5 separate regions of the Mus musculus genome follow, and regions 1, 3, 4 and 5 are each linked to region 2. A link is a contact called in public HiCAR-type and promoter capture Hi-C data. All regions are on one chromosome and are shown on one strand. The core of a region is the stretch at or near the end of the contact, and the rest is flanking DNA. Distances in the headings are between cores, read along the strand shown. Region 1 holds the start of Amn1 (antagonist of mitotic exit network 1). Region 2 holds the start of Tm7sf3 (transmembrane 7 superfamily member 3). Region 3 holds the start of 2610017A05Rik (a long non-coding RNA gene). Region 4 holds the start of Caprin2 (caprin family member 2). Region 5 holds the start of Dennd5b (DENN/MADD domain containing 5B).

Region 1 (2,700 bases), core at 175-2,674, 2.6 Mb before region 2:
GTTTTCATAGTGAATTATTCCCAAATTCTCAGACCTTAACATTCTGATCTGAAAAACAGGCCAAAGAATTTCAATTTAGAAGGATTATAATGAATATGACCTGTTGGGGTCCATGAATAGCCACACGCTGACCACTTGGACACTAATCTCAGATATGATGAAAGTTTATTGACTACTTAATTCAGGCTTATCGATTAGGGACATAGAAAGGACTTGGGAACCAGACTGTGCTACCTAGGGCAGACTGGTTATAGGAAAACCAAGTGCAGAAGACATTGTAAAGCCCCAGAGTATCATTACCTGCCGGGAGACACACACCCCCGCCCCCCCATCCGAAGTGAAATGAGACTCTCAGATCCATGCAAAAGCAAGAGGTTTATTTTTCTGGTCCGCTGGGATCGACCTTCAGCGGTCTCTCAGGCAAGAGACCAAGAGACCGGAGGCGACCCTACATACAAGCACCTTTTATACATTTTTAAGCCTATTACAGTAACAACACCTAAGCCCTTGGTGATAAGTTGTTAGGCTGACCTTTTGGCTGATTGGCTGGGCCAATATCAGATCATCCTGGGAGAGTAACTTCGTTCCCCAGAGGGCCCAGGTGGCCTTCAGCCAGGACGTTGTATGATTTTTCTGAGAAGTGTTTTGTCAGTCATTTCTGCGAAATCGTCCTGGGGTCGGGAGCGAGAAATTCTCCCTTGAGGCCTAATACCCTCTCCTGGAGCCATCTCAGGGTTCGATCAGAGTCGCTTAGTCTTATCAGTATTATGAGCTGCCCTCTAAGCTGACTGGTACTAAGTGAGATGGGTAAGGTGGTAGTTAGGGGTTTCCAGAGTATTGAGCTAACAGAGCATGAGTATTATGGAGAACGTTATGTCAGCTACGAATAATTACTTCTAGGAAGCACAATCTGAGAACCTGTACTTAATTTCACCTTATGAGCAATATGGAGACTAAAATCAAAATAGCTAGTCATGTTAAACGGAACAGGCCTTAATATGTCCCATTCCTGGAATGACCCAGGACTGCATGGTTCAGCTCTTGCTTCAGGCGCACTCTGTGGAGATGACTACTGCAGTCCTGTAAACCCCGTGTTTGAAGTCGGTGTCTGTATCTGACTAGAGACTTGGTTTGCTTCATGGGACCTGGCATCGCACCAGCAAAAGCAGTGACCTGCCATTAGCCTTTGCCTGGACAGCGACTTCTGGCGACTCTTGGGCAGGAGAAGCAGTAACTGGCAATAGCGGGCAGGAAGAACTACAAGTCCCAGGGGGCTTTGCTCCCGCTTTGGATGCCTCTACATTTTGTGCCAGTTAGTTCTGAGCAGCCCTCAGTTCTGCCCAGAGAGAGCGCTGAACTTCCTCTTCCGCTCCTAATGTGGCCACGCCCCAGGTCCAACTCTGTGACGTCATTTAGGTTTACCAGTCCTGCGCGACCGGAAGTTGGTTGTGGAGGGCCGCAACTGCCGTCCAGGCTTAAGAGGGCTTCCGCGATGCCTTTGTCCGGAGTAGTCAGTCAGCTCCTGGAACTGTGAGTCCGCCCCAGCTCCCAGTCCCTTCCCTCACGTCCTGCTGGCTCCTAGTCCTTGTCCCGGCTTTGTGTCTGGTCTCTGAGGACTGTGGTGCACCGTGGGGCTGGCGGCTCCACCCGATGGCCTGTCTCAGGTGGGCGTTGAGGGTGAAGGCAGAACAAAAGAAACCTGGAGCCAGGCTGGACCAACAAACCTCCACTAATACCGGCGTGACTCGCTAGCTTTGGGACCATGAACAGTAACAATCTCTCCCGATTGTACAGGAGAGCTTTCTAAAATTCGGATAACAGTAGGGCGTGGCAGTTCACGCCTATAATCCCAGCTATCCGGAAACTGAAACAGGATTGCCACAAATTCGAAGCTAACGGGGTAATGTTGTAATACACACGCATACCCAAGCAAATCGCGTATTAGTACCTGTCTCAAGGAGTCTTTGTAAGAATCAGCTTAACATATGTAAAGCCCTTAATCCAAACACTTCTTGAGAATTCAAGTTGAAGTTCAAGGCTCTTCAGCCATATAGTGAGTTAGAGGCAGGCTTTAGTATTACTTGTTATTTCTATTTTTAGAAAGAAAAACTATTAACAGAAAAGCAGGAATGGTTTAACAATTGGAAACTACAAAGACTACATTGGTTCCGTTGTTGACTTAACAGTACATAAACAAATGTTATTTCTTGCCTAAGTTCCAGCTTTTTCTTCTGTATTGTTTTGTTGCTATTTATTTTTCCTTGAGACAGTCTCATGTAGCCTATGCTGGCCTAGAACACATTGTGTGTGTAGCCAAGGATAACTTTAAACTTCTGATCCTTCTTCATTCATTTCCTGAATGTTGAGATTACAGACACACACTATATTATTCCCAGTTTACCTCAGCCTCCTGAGCCCGAGGCAAGCATAATGCCAACTCAGTTATATCCCCAACCCTTTTGTTTTGAGACAGAATCTTATGTAGCACAGGCTGGCCTCAGACCCACAATGTCAGGCTAACCTTGAACTCTTGAGTCTTCTGCCCCAGCCTTCCAAATGCTGAGATTATAGACTTGAGTTATCAGCACCAGCTTTGGCTTTGGCTTTTTGAGGACAGGGTCTCATGTAGCATAACAGGCTAGAAATTCATTGTGTGGCAAAGGATGTCCCTGAACTTCAAGATCCTTCTTGCTTGTACCC
Region 2 (2,700 bases), core at 136-2,635:
GTCTCAAAACCCTGGGGGGGGGGATCATTTCACAGGGGTCACCTAAGTCCATGGAAAACACAGACATTTATGACATAGCAATAACAAAATTATAGTTATAAAGTAGCAACAAAAATAATTTTTTGGTTTGGGGTCACCATAACACGAGCTGTATTAAAGGGCTGCAGTATTAGGAAGGTTGAGAACCACTGCTGTAAGTGGTGTTGCATAGGAATGACTCCAGCACTGTCCATTATGTTAATTTGTTTACTGATTTTATCATTACTATTTTTCAACAGTCTCACTATGTATGGAGTCTGTGTTCTCCTGTTCTTGGCAAGCTTCCTACCTCAGCCTCCGAAGTGCTGGAAAAACAAGCACCAGACATCCTGCCTTTTCCATTTAAAATGTTATCAATTTATTTTAAAATAGGTTTAGGTTACAGGAAAAATTGCAAAATTTCTCATACATTTTACATCCGTTTCTATCATGGCTGTCATTGGTATCCTACATTGAGACATATCTCAGTGAAAAGAGTGCGACAGGTTATATTATTAACTCAAGTTTGTGTTATGCTTGTTTTTTTTTTTTTTTTTAAGTTTTCCCCAGTCCCCTTTTCATAAGTGCCTTTTAAGATACTAAGAATCCTATTTGTGGCTTGGGGCACCTCACTGTGCCTCAATATCTCAATAAAATATGAAATTCATTAGTGGTGGCACAAGTTTATCTTCCCAGCCCTTGGGAGGAAGTAGCGAGAGGTCAGAAGTTCAAGGTCATCTCTACTGCATAGCAGCTGGAGGTCACTCTGGATTGTGAGAGACCTAGTCTTAGGAGGGAGAGAGAGAGAGAGAGAGAGACAGAGAGAGAGAGAGAGAGAGAGAGAGAGAGAGAGAGAGAGAGAGAGAGAGAGAGAGAGAGAGAGAGAGAGAGAGAGAGAGAGAGAGAGAGAGAGAGAGAGAGAGTTATTTTGCACAATTAGAATGACAAAAAGTAGCTGGGTGGTGGTGGTGCATGCCTTTAGTACCAGCAGAGGCAGGCGATTTCTGAGTTCAAGGGCAGCCTAGTCTACAGAGTGAATTCCAGAACAGCTGGGGCTACACAGAAAAACCCTATCTTGAAAAAAAACAAGGAATAAAAGGAAAAGAAAAAAGAAAGACAGAAAGAGGAAGAAGAAAAGAGAAAGAAGAAAAAAGGAAGGAAGGAAGGAAGGAAGGAAGGAAGGAAGGAAGGAAGGAAGGAAGGAAGGAAGGAAGGAAGGAAGGAAAGAAGAAGAGAGAAAGGAAAGACACAAAAGCAAGAACTCGTCCCGGCTTGCCCCGTGAGCCCGGGGAGCCCAGAAGCCCCGGCAGGAGGCGCGCGCCCGCAAGGGCCGGCCGGGGACGCGCGCGGCTGTCGTGCCGGAAGCGCGCGCCCGGCGGGGCTGGGGCGGCAGGTGCACGCGCGGGGCCGGCGCGCTAAAGCGATGCGCGCGGGCGCTCCGGGGTAGCAAGCGACCTGGCCTGCGCGCCCCTGGCCCGCGCGCCCCGGCCCGCAGCGATGTGGCGGCTGCGCCTGCTGGTCCTAGCGGTGCTGGCGGCGGGCAGCGCCGAGGCCCAGGCGAACTCCAGCGACGGTGAGCTTCCCGAACTTGCCTCCGCTCCTGCAGCAGGGCCGCAGGCTGCCCGGCTCTGTGCAGCCCTCCCCGGTTGCAGATGCGCGTCAGGCCGCGGGTTCGGGACCGTGTCCATCCTGCCAGCGCCTGGTTTGGGCTGGGAACCGGGAAGAGATAAGTAGCCCCCTTTGAGGCATTCTTCCCGGCAGGGAGCAGCCATGTTTGTGGTTTTAATTGGACGCATTGAAACGGCCTTTTAAACTGAATTTCGGGGAGGACGCCTGTAAGCGCAGCACCCCTGAGGCTGCGACAGGAGGATTATGTGTTCGAGACCGCCCGGAGAGTGAGCGTCAGGCCCAAACTAAAACCAAACCGAACCCGTCGGCTACCGGTAGCAAAGTCCATCGAGGAACTAAGGCGTTCCACGCAGTAGCTGACTTTGATACTCCGAAATCTAGTTGCTTTTTTAACTGGGTGACGATTTGCAGTTTGAGAGGAAAAATGAGCCAGTGATGGGACGTGAAATCCTAGGTCTTGTGCTGAGAGAGAGGGGTTTAGCGACTGTTGGGCAGGAGCGGGGGCGTTAATGGGAAGCATGAAAAGCACTAATTGTGCCACGCTGGTGGTCACGTGTTGTTTCTGGCTGCGTTAAGTACATTCCTTGTTTTGAGCTCTAGACAAGTAGCAAATACAATAGTCTTCTGAGTGATGGGATCATTTCTCCTAATGTTTATCTGTGAAAAGCCAGGGATAGTACCGCACTTTAGGATCTTCGAGTACAACTAAGGCCAGTACTGAAAAGTACAAATATTTGTGTGTTAAGTGTATACACACACACACACACACACACACACACACACACACACACACACACACACACACCTATTTTCTTGAAGAAAACTCTGGCTTACAGCAGAGAGGAAGCATTGGCCTCTGGCCCTGGCTGAATGCTAGGTCCGTTTCACAGCCTGAGTACTCTAATCCTCAACGCCCCAGGAGCTAGCAATCAATCCAACCCTCTGGAGGCTCCAAATGCTCGTTTGCTACAAACGTAGCAACACCTGGTGTGTTGCCCTGCAAGTTGCATGACCCCTGCACTTCAGCAAAGCCACTTTCTGAGAGGAATATCT
Region 3 (2,700 bases), core at 50-2,549, 2.2 Mb before region 2:
CCAGTTCTCTAGGCAGGCAGACACTAGGCAGGAACCAGAAGCTGTTGTTCAATCCTGAAGAAATTGCCAGGTTCACCAGCAGAAGCTACTAGCTGCTGCAGGAACTTCACAAGCAGTTCTTGGACGAATTTTTCTCAGTGCTGGTGTTACCACAAGTTGAACGCAACAATAGAAGGCTCATAGAGTGTTAGCAAGGCAGAGCAAACCAACGCTCATTGCTTGTTTCCCACTGTCTTTGGGGGTCATATTTATACTCCTTCATCAAGCATCCTTTCACGTGTTTGCTATATCAAGACATCCTTTCACCTGTGTCTGCTAGAGGAAAAACTTTTTTCCTGTGTCTGCTCCAGCAAAATATCCTTTTACCTGTGTCTGCTTTAGCACTGACATCCACCTGTGTGCTCCTGCAAACCATCATTTGACATAACTTTCCAAAGAAACTAGATGTTTCCACTCAAAGGTCTATTAGAGTTGATATCATAAGTAAAGGAAATTGGGGGTGCAGGTAGCAAAGGTAACATTTCAAATTGAAAATGCATTTTTCATTCTGATGGCTGTGTGCATAATGGACTGAAATGGGCATTGCTGGAAGCAATCAGTCATATAGCATACATCCTGTCTCATTTTCTACACTGTTCTTAAATTTAATTGAACCAATACATCGTAATTATATGCTCCTTGGAGGATCACATCTCAGCAGCATTTGCCCACAATCATCTTTACTTTATGTTTTGTATGCTTTGCAGTTGTAGATGGAAACAGCATAACCCTTCTTGCCTTTCACAGTGAAAGTCTGGACATTTTGGGCACTTTTGGTCATATAGTTTCCTTGACTACTGCATTTTTGTGTTTTTACACTCTAAAGAGAAACACACACACACACACACACACACACACACATTTGATTATCTATTAGATTTTGAGTTTTCATACATACAAACCTGCATTAAATTTTATCTTGTTATTATAACATGGTGCCTGTCTGTAAACATTTTTAACAAATGTTCAAAGAATGAATGGCAGGATAAAGGGTGGCGCTCAAACATTAAAGGAAACCTCTTCTGTAAGCTACGTAAGTTCAGGATTCCAGTAAGTTTGTCTTGAAACAGCTCAGTTGTGATGTTCAGAGTTCTCGAACAAAAAGTACCACTCCCTTTAGATATGCCTAATTTGCAACAACTGTAAATAGATGCCAGGCCAATTAACTTACTTTGGTCACACCAGTGGGTGGACAAGCTAGGATTTCCGTACCGCATCATGGCGGCCGTCTGCGGGAGTCTGGTGTTTGGAACAAACTTGAGCGACTTCCTGTAGCAGCACCGCTGTGCAATGAATGCCGGCTCCTGAGACGAGCATCATGGCGTCTCTGGCGGGTGCTGGTCAGTGCAGCACGCCAGGGGAAGAGGCAGCCGTAAAGGAGTCTCCGTTTCCTCTTCCACCTCCCACCGGCTGTCGTAAAAGGTGAATGGAGAGAGAGTTGTCGGGGGGAAGGAGGGAGGACAGGGGGCGCGGAGTCAGAGTGGCGCAGCAAGTAGCTGCAGGCGGTGGTGGCAGCGGCAGGGGGTGGGGGTGAGGTGGTCCCCTGAGGTAGAGGGGGCCAAAAAGGGCCAGGAGACATCCCGGCTGCAACCCGGCCTGCTGGCTCTGGGACCCGAGCTCCCGCCCGCGGACATGGACCTCAATCGGATCATCCAGGCGCTGAAGGGCACTATCGACCCAAAGCTGAGAATTGCAGCTGAGACGGAGCTTAACCAGGTGAGCGAGGGGCTGCCCCTCTTTCTCTTTTTCCTACTCTTCTCCCTTCTCTCCCTCTCTCCTCCAACCCCAGCCTGAGACCAGGACCCCTGCGGAGCAACTGGAGCACCTGTTGGCTATCTGTCCTTTTCTTGGTGCACTTGCTCAGTTCTCTTGGACACATAGCACAAAGAAGCTACGAAACCATTGATAGTGGTCTTTGGGTGTGTTTTCTTTTCCTTTAATGCGCTTACGTGGAGACGCGGTGGGAAAATTCACCAAAGCTAAGCTAGCTTTTCTCCGGACCCGCCCTTTTCAGGTGTTGCTGTCGGAAACCCTGCCCCTCGCCTGCTTCTGGCGGTGGCAGTGTGGATCATGGCACAGTATTGCTGGAGCGCTGGGCAGCACTGTCCGAGAGAGTTCTAGGAAGGGCACGCGGTTTCCCCGTACCATTTCAAAGACTGGGCCGGCCAGTAATACAATATTTGAGGCATTTCTTTGGAATACTGAAATGTGTGTGACTTTGCTTTAGCTGCTTTCCATTTTTCTAAGCAGTCTAGACATTCATTGTTCCAGTGTTACTCTCGTCTTTTTTTTTTTTTTTTTTTTTTTTTTTTGTCCATACCATACTTCTCCCTCCTCCTCCTTTTTTTTCTTCCTTTCATTTCAGAGACAGGGTCTCACTGTGTAGTTCTGGTTAACCTGGAATTCTGTGTTAAACAGGCTGGTTTGGAACTCATAAATCTGCCTGTTGCTTCTGCCTCTGCCTCTAGTCTGCTGGGTTTAAAGGTGTGTGTTACCACATCTGGCCCAACCTTTCAGAATTGTAATATCACAAGCTCTGGTTCTGCTCATGTAAGAGGGACTATCATCCTCTTACTAAAATGTACAAATTAAAATTTCCTTACATGGCTTGACAATTGAGCTTGCTACAAGTGTGAAGGGATATTCCTTAATTAGTGGATC
Region 4 (2,700 bases), core at 191-2,690, 2.3 Mb before region 2:
CTATTGGTCAGTTCAGCAGCCTGTTCTTTCTCTAGTTATAAATGAGGAAAACAGACAACATAGTGTTTGTCTAATATTCAAGTTGCAGGTATAGTTCAGAGATTCAAAGCTAAAATACAACATTAAAGAACATAATAGGACAGGGAGGAGAGATGACTCAGTGGTTAAGAGCACTGGCTGCTCTTCCACAGGCCCTCCCTGGGCTCAATTCCCTGCACCCACGTGGTGGTTCACAACTGTTTATAACTCCAGTTCCAGGGTATCCAACACCCTTTTCTGACCTACAGCAGGAACCAGGCAACCATGTACATAAACATACATGCAGGTAAACATGTAATAGGTAACAAGAAGTGCCAAAGCCAAGGTGATTTTTGGGTGGTCTTGTCCAGACTTTCCATTTATTTACTTGATTATGCTTTTGACTGCCCTGTTCTAAATAATTACCCTTGCCTCAAGGATAGGACTTAAAACCAATTCTATTTGGTAAAATACTTGGGCACAAGTTTTAATTTATTAACTTTATTATTTTATTTAGTTTATGAGGTAGTGTTTTTTGTTTAGGTCTGTTCCTGCCTCCCTGGTATTAGGGAGTAATCTACCCCTAAAACCTCATTTGATACAGGAACTACCACCAGTCCTTCAGAAGCTGACATTCTTCCTGTTTTCTGTTAACTTTATGCAACCCAACAAATAACTTTTTTTTGTTGTTGTTTTTTTTTTCTTTTTTTCGAGACAGGGTTTCTCTGTGTAGCCCTGGCTGTCCTGGAACTCACGCTGTAGACCAGGCTGGCCTCGAACTCAGAAATCTGCCTGCCTCTGCCTCCCGAGTGCTGGGATTAAAGGCGTGCGCCACCACTGCCCGGCCCAACAAATAATTTTAACAACTCTTTTAGTGCCAATGAAATGAATTGCTTCATAGCGACACATAGCCTTGGCGCATACCCTCCTACTACAAAGGCTGCAGTCATCTACTCTGCTGCTCTTACAGGCTGAGTCCTCTGACTCATTCTACAATGAAAAATCATCTGTGGGGCAAGGGTGCTCTTGTATTTTAGAAGTGCCCATTTAAACCATTAGAGCCTGAAGGCTGGCTTATCTGGTCATTCTGCGCAGGACTTGCTGCCTCTTTTCCAAGAATTGAAATCATCTGCACCAGTGCTGGCTGAAACAAGCGGGCCCATCCATGCTACCAGGTGCAGTATCTCACACCAGCCTCAGGCGCAACAGAGAAGCGCAGGGAAGGTACGCGCCAAGCGCAGGCTTGCAGAGAGGGGCACCGGAAAGGACCTGTCCCTCGCAGGTCCCGGGTACCGGAAAAGGGCGGACTGTGGTGGTCTAGCGCACGAGAGGGGAGTGGGAGGGGACACCGGAAGGCGAAGCCTCCGAGGGGAGCTCGCGTGCTAGAGGGCGGGGCAGAGGACCGGAAATAGGCGGGATTTGGGCGTGGTCGCGCCGTGCGCGGCCTACATAAGTTGCGCGCGCCTTGAGGGGGACAGCTTGGGCGCGAGCAGCGGAGTTGGCTGGGTGCACTGTCGGCGGTGGCCGCAGGCTAAGCTGAGGCGGGAGGAAGGGACGCGGGGGGAGAAGGGAGTGCGGGGTGGAGTTCGCCCACTTTGCAGCGCGCAGGACTCCCGCGCGCTTTCGGAGGCAGCCGGGGAGGTGAAGCAGGACGGCGGCGGGGTGGGTGGGTCTGCGCGGCCGCGGCGGGGTGGAGAAGCGTGGTGCCCCAGCATTCTGGGGTCGGGCTTCTCAGCGGCTTTGCAGAGCGCTCTGCGTCTGGTGGGCTGCGTGGGCCCTTAGACTGTGACCCTGACTGGGGCTCCTCTACTCGGGCCCTTGGGGCACTTGAACGAGCAATGGTGTCCAGGGGCTGTCTAGCTCTGGTCTTGCTCCTTACGGGCAGGATTTCTGAATAGAGTTGAAGTGTCCGACTCCTTGGTTTCCCGGTTCCTTGGTGCGGGTAGCGGAAGGCTTGCCAGTATAGGAGTGAGTGATTGTGAGTTACTGTAAACACAACTGGAAGCCACCTCGGCGTACAGTTTGTGAGACTTGGCAGCAGTGTCCAGGGGGATGCACTTGGTTAGGTCCTGGACAGTCAAAGAGTGTTGTCATTTAGTACAAGAAACTTGGTTCACGTAGACTTTGAGATAGCTTGAAGTTGTGGCTGCAACCCTCACCCTCCGCCCCCGACCATAGAAATTATTCAGAATGAGATCAGAAGCCTTCCGCTTGCTTAGCAGTTCTCCATGTGGGGAATAGAACTTCTGGAAACATTCCTATAGTGTAAATTTTGCCTACGTATAGACTGTCTTTATTGGCTATTGCTTGTGTCAATTAACCTTAGTAGGGGAGTGGAAGTACGCTGTCTGAATCAACGTTATGTTTTGACTTCATTTCATTTTAAAGAAGCTCCTCGTTGTGCACCTTTAGTTTACATTGGTACTTAACTCCTCCTGCCCCCATCCTTTAGCCTCATCTGTTTCAGTGGTGCAACTCTCTCCATCCCTTTTCGGTTACCAGTCACCTTCAGGCCGGCCATTCAGAGGAGGGAAAAGTGGGAAGTATGAAGTCAGCCAAGTCCCAAGTGAACCAGGATCAGCAAGGGGAAAACCAGCGGGCTCTGAGCCCCCTGCAGTCTACTCTCAGTTCTGCTGCATCTCCTTCCCAGGCATATGAAACCTATATTGATAATGGACTTAT
Region 5 (2,700 bases), core at 86-2,585, 2.5 Mb before region 2:
AAGTTTGGTGAACTTATTTGATCACCAAAAAGGTTAAAGAAATGAAAGCAGAAGGAGTTGGTGTGAAAAGGAAGGAGATCAGAGGGAATGGGGTGGGACAGGGGGTACAAGAAGGTTATAAAAAGATATGATCAAAATATGTACATGAAGCTGGGTTGTGGTGGCACATGCCTTTAATCCCAGCACTGAGAAGGCAGAGGCAGGAGGATCTCTGTGTGTTTGAGGCCAGCCTGGTCTACAAATAGAGTTCTAGGACAGCGAGAGCTGTCACACAAAGAAACCCTGTCTCAAAAAACAAAACAAGAAAGTACATGTATGGAAATGTCATGATTAAATACAGTATTCTATATATGTTAATAAAACAAAACTAAATCATTACTGTTTACAATTTTATAAATCAGTTACTGCTCAAATGAACAGAAAGCATGTTTCTTGATTAGCACAAACAATAAATCAGTTTTCTGCTATATTTGACTAGCTTAGAATCTAACATCCTGCAAGAAGCCACCAACAAAAATAGAAATACTCAGTAAAATATTTTTATGTGTACTCTGTATAATAGAAGCAATAATTGCATAACATTAAATGTCCATATACATTACAGATTTCAAAGTTGGTTATTTTCCCAGTAGCACCATCCTGATACTACCTAGATTATCATCATTCTTTCCTTCACTAAAATATAAATGGCAGGTCAAGTGGGACCCAAGGTTCTATAGATACTGGAAAGAATGAACCAGGAAGCATAAATACTCCCCATCCCAAGTACAATCCAGCTAAAATGGTAAGAGAAGTCATTTCAAGGGTTCCGGAAGATTATTGGAAGGTACGATAGAAGCTAAGAGTCAATTACCCAGGTTGTTATTTACCCTCCTCATTTTTGTGTGTGTTGAGATGGAGTCTCACTAGGTAGAGAGGCTCATCTCCAACTCCGGATCCTCCTGCCTCAGTCACAGGAGTGCTGGAATTATAGATGTGAGTCACCACGTCCTGCCGGGGACTAGGATCTTAAAATGGTTTAAGCATCTGCATGACAGTTTAAAAATACGGTACAGACGTTGTGGGAAATGACCTCAGCGTGCTGTCTCCCTTTTCCAAAGCTACGTTATTGTTTAGGTTGGGTTGGGCGACATCCTCTCTGGAAGATACGATCCTGCTCTGCGGCTCGTGCTCAACCGACTGTTGGGGGCTGCACCGTGCAAGAGAGGTTTCCTCAATATTACCGCGGGTGGGCACGCACCCAGACGCGCCCCCGATCCTCCGAGCTCACTGGTGCGCGCCCCGAACCGCGCGCCACCGAGCTCTGCGGGCGCTCCCGTCGCGCAGCGCGGTTCAGTTGACCCGCGGGCGCCAGACGCTGCGCTCCAGCGGGCGCAGCCGCGGCGGCGCGGGCCTCCCTAGCTGACACTCCCCCTGCGCGCCCCTCCCCCGCCGCGGCGGAATCCCGCCCGCCCTCCGGTCCGCGCGCGAGCCCGAGGCCGCTTCCTCGGTACCAGCGTCTAGAAGGATCCCGGCCGCGGCGATTGCGCGGCCATGGGCGCGCCGGGCTCGTCCTAGGGTCGCGGCGGAGACCGCAGTCGGAGCGCCGCGGTGGCCTCCTCCGCGAGGGAAGCCTGCGACGCTTCTCAGCGAGGCTTCTCATCGGTTCACGCCGGAGAGCCTCCTCCGCGAACCCCAGCGACGGTCGCACCGGCAGCGCGGCGGGATGAGCGGTAGCAGCGCGGCGCCGGGCCCGGGCTCGGGGTCCTCCCCGGCCGCCTGTCGCTTCGCGCACTACTTCGTGCTGTGCGGGATCGATGCGGACAGCGGGCTGGAGCCCGACGAGCTGGCGGGTAAGGCCGGGCTGGCTTTGGAGGCGCTAGGGAGGCGAGGTGCGGGCTCCAGACAAAAAGTCGGCGGCTATAGCCGCGCTCCGGCTAGATGGGCACTCGTGGGCGACATAATGACATTGTTGTTAATTCCGCGCTCTGGCTAAGCCCCTGGGTGTTGGGTCCTTGTAACCGGCGCGGGTCCCCAGAGGGCCCGACCCTCCGCTGCTCGCGGGTGGCTCATGGTGCGCGGGACCGGGCTGTGCAGTGGTTCGTGAAGTTTGGCCCTGGCGGCGGATGCGGTGGTCGGCAGCTCCATGAAGGAGTCGGGACCGCGGGGCTACGGTGAGGTCCGCTCGGGCAGGAGGCCCAGCGGGATCGACCCCGACCGCTCTGGGTCGGCGCCACCCCTCCCCCTGGTTCTGCGATGACGAGCGAGTCACCCTTTGGAATCCTGTGGATTTGGCAGTGCCAGTGCCGCGAGCTAGCGAGGACCTTTGGACGCTTGGGTTGCGGCCTGATGCTTTGTTGATACCCCTGCCTGGTTCCTGAGTTGATGTAGTTGGACAATCCTCCCCAAGAGGGGCGCGCCGTGAATCACTGCCGAGGTGTCACTGGAGGAGCATGGCCCCCATTTGACGGGTTTGGTGACGCAGTGCGGGACTGAGCTGGGGAACGTACCCTGGGAACCCGGGCAGTTGAAGGATGGTAGGGACCGGGGAATGCGAAATGTAGAAAGCAGGCCGGGGAGAAATGACTGACTGAATTTTTCATTCCGCTTTCCTCCTTGGAATCTGAATTGTGATTTTTTTTTTTTTTTTTTTTTTTGGTAAGGGTGAGACACATAACGCCTACCACCAGAACTTTATTTGTGTCAGTGCTAAACACTTAG

What was found. Promoter capture Hi-C pulls out the DNA fragments that hold promoters and counts their contacts. HiCAR-type assays count read pairs that join an accessible place to other places.
Region 1: a contact with region 2 is called in a HiCAR-type map of astrocytes, with 5 times the contacts expected there. The contact joins the promoter of Amn1 here to the promoter of Tm7sf3 in region 2. A contact is called at or near these places in 2 of 115 datasets of contacts at active chromatin or transcription factors (astrocytes and large pre-B cells).
Region 3: a contact with region 2 is called in a promoter capture Hi-C map of embryonic stem cells, with 6 times the contacts expected there. The contact joins the promoter of 2610017A05Rik here to the promoter of Tm7sf3 in region 2. A contact is called at or near these places in 1 of 39 promoter capture datasets (embryonic stem cells) and 2 of 115 datasets of contacts at active chromatin or transcription factors (astrocytes and embryonic forebrain).
Region 4: a promoter capture Hi-C map of embryonic stem cells shows a contact between it and region 2, with 4 times the contacts expected there. The contact joins the promoter of Caprin2 here to the promoter of Tm7sf3 in region 2. A contact is called at or near these places in 1 of 39 promoter capture datasets (embryonic stem cells) and 1 of 115 datasets of contacts at active chromatin or transcription factors (astrocytes).
Region 5: a contact with region 2 is called in a HiCAR-type map of astrocytes, with 6 times the contacts expected there. The contact joins the promoter of Dennd5b here to the promoter of Tm7sf3 in region 2. A contact is called at or near these places in 2 of 39 promoter capture datasets (cranial neural crest and hippocampal neurons) and 1 of 115 datasets of contacts at active chromatin or transcription factors (astrocytes).

Annotation. Positions count from the first base shown.
Region 1 is chr6:149,187,436-149,190,135 of GRCm38.p6, reverse strand. It overlaps Amn1 (antagonist of mitotic exit network 1), which reads left to right and starts at 1,424. Exons shown (of 7, transcript NM_001113424.1): 1 at 1,424-1,530. The coding sequence starts at 1,493.
Region 2 is chr6:146,633,277-146,635,976 of GRCm38.p6, reverse strand. It overlaps Tm7sf3 (transmembrane 7 superfamily member 3), which reads left to right and starts at 1,385. Exons shown (of 12, transcript NM_026281.2): 1 at 1,385-1,591. The coding sequence starts at 1,516.
Region 3 is chr6:148,830,219-148,832,918 of GRCm38.p6, reverse strand. 2610017A05Rik (a long non-coding RNA gene) reads right to left here and starts at 1,299. Exons shown (of 2, transcript XR_869626.1): 1 at 1,211-1,299; 2 at 1-54. Ipo8 (importin 8) reads left to right here and starts at 1,452. Exons shown (of 25, transcript NM_001081113.1): 1 at 1,452-1,755. The coding sequence starts at 1,672.
Region 4 is chr6:148,894,977-148,897,676 of GRCm38.p6, reverse strand. It overlaps Caprin2 (caprin family member 2), which reads left to right and starts at 1,440. Exons shown (of 19, transcript NM_181541.4): 1 at 1,440-1,659; 2 at 2,521-2,700. The coding sequence starts at 2,564.
Region 5 is chr6:149,100,315-149,103,014 of GRCm38.p6, reverse strand. Dennd5b (DENN/MADD domain containing 5B) reads left to right here and starts at 1,335. Exons shown (of 21, transcript NM_177192.3): 1 at 1,335-1,832. The coding sequence starts at 1,706.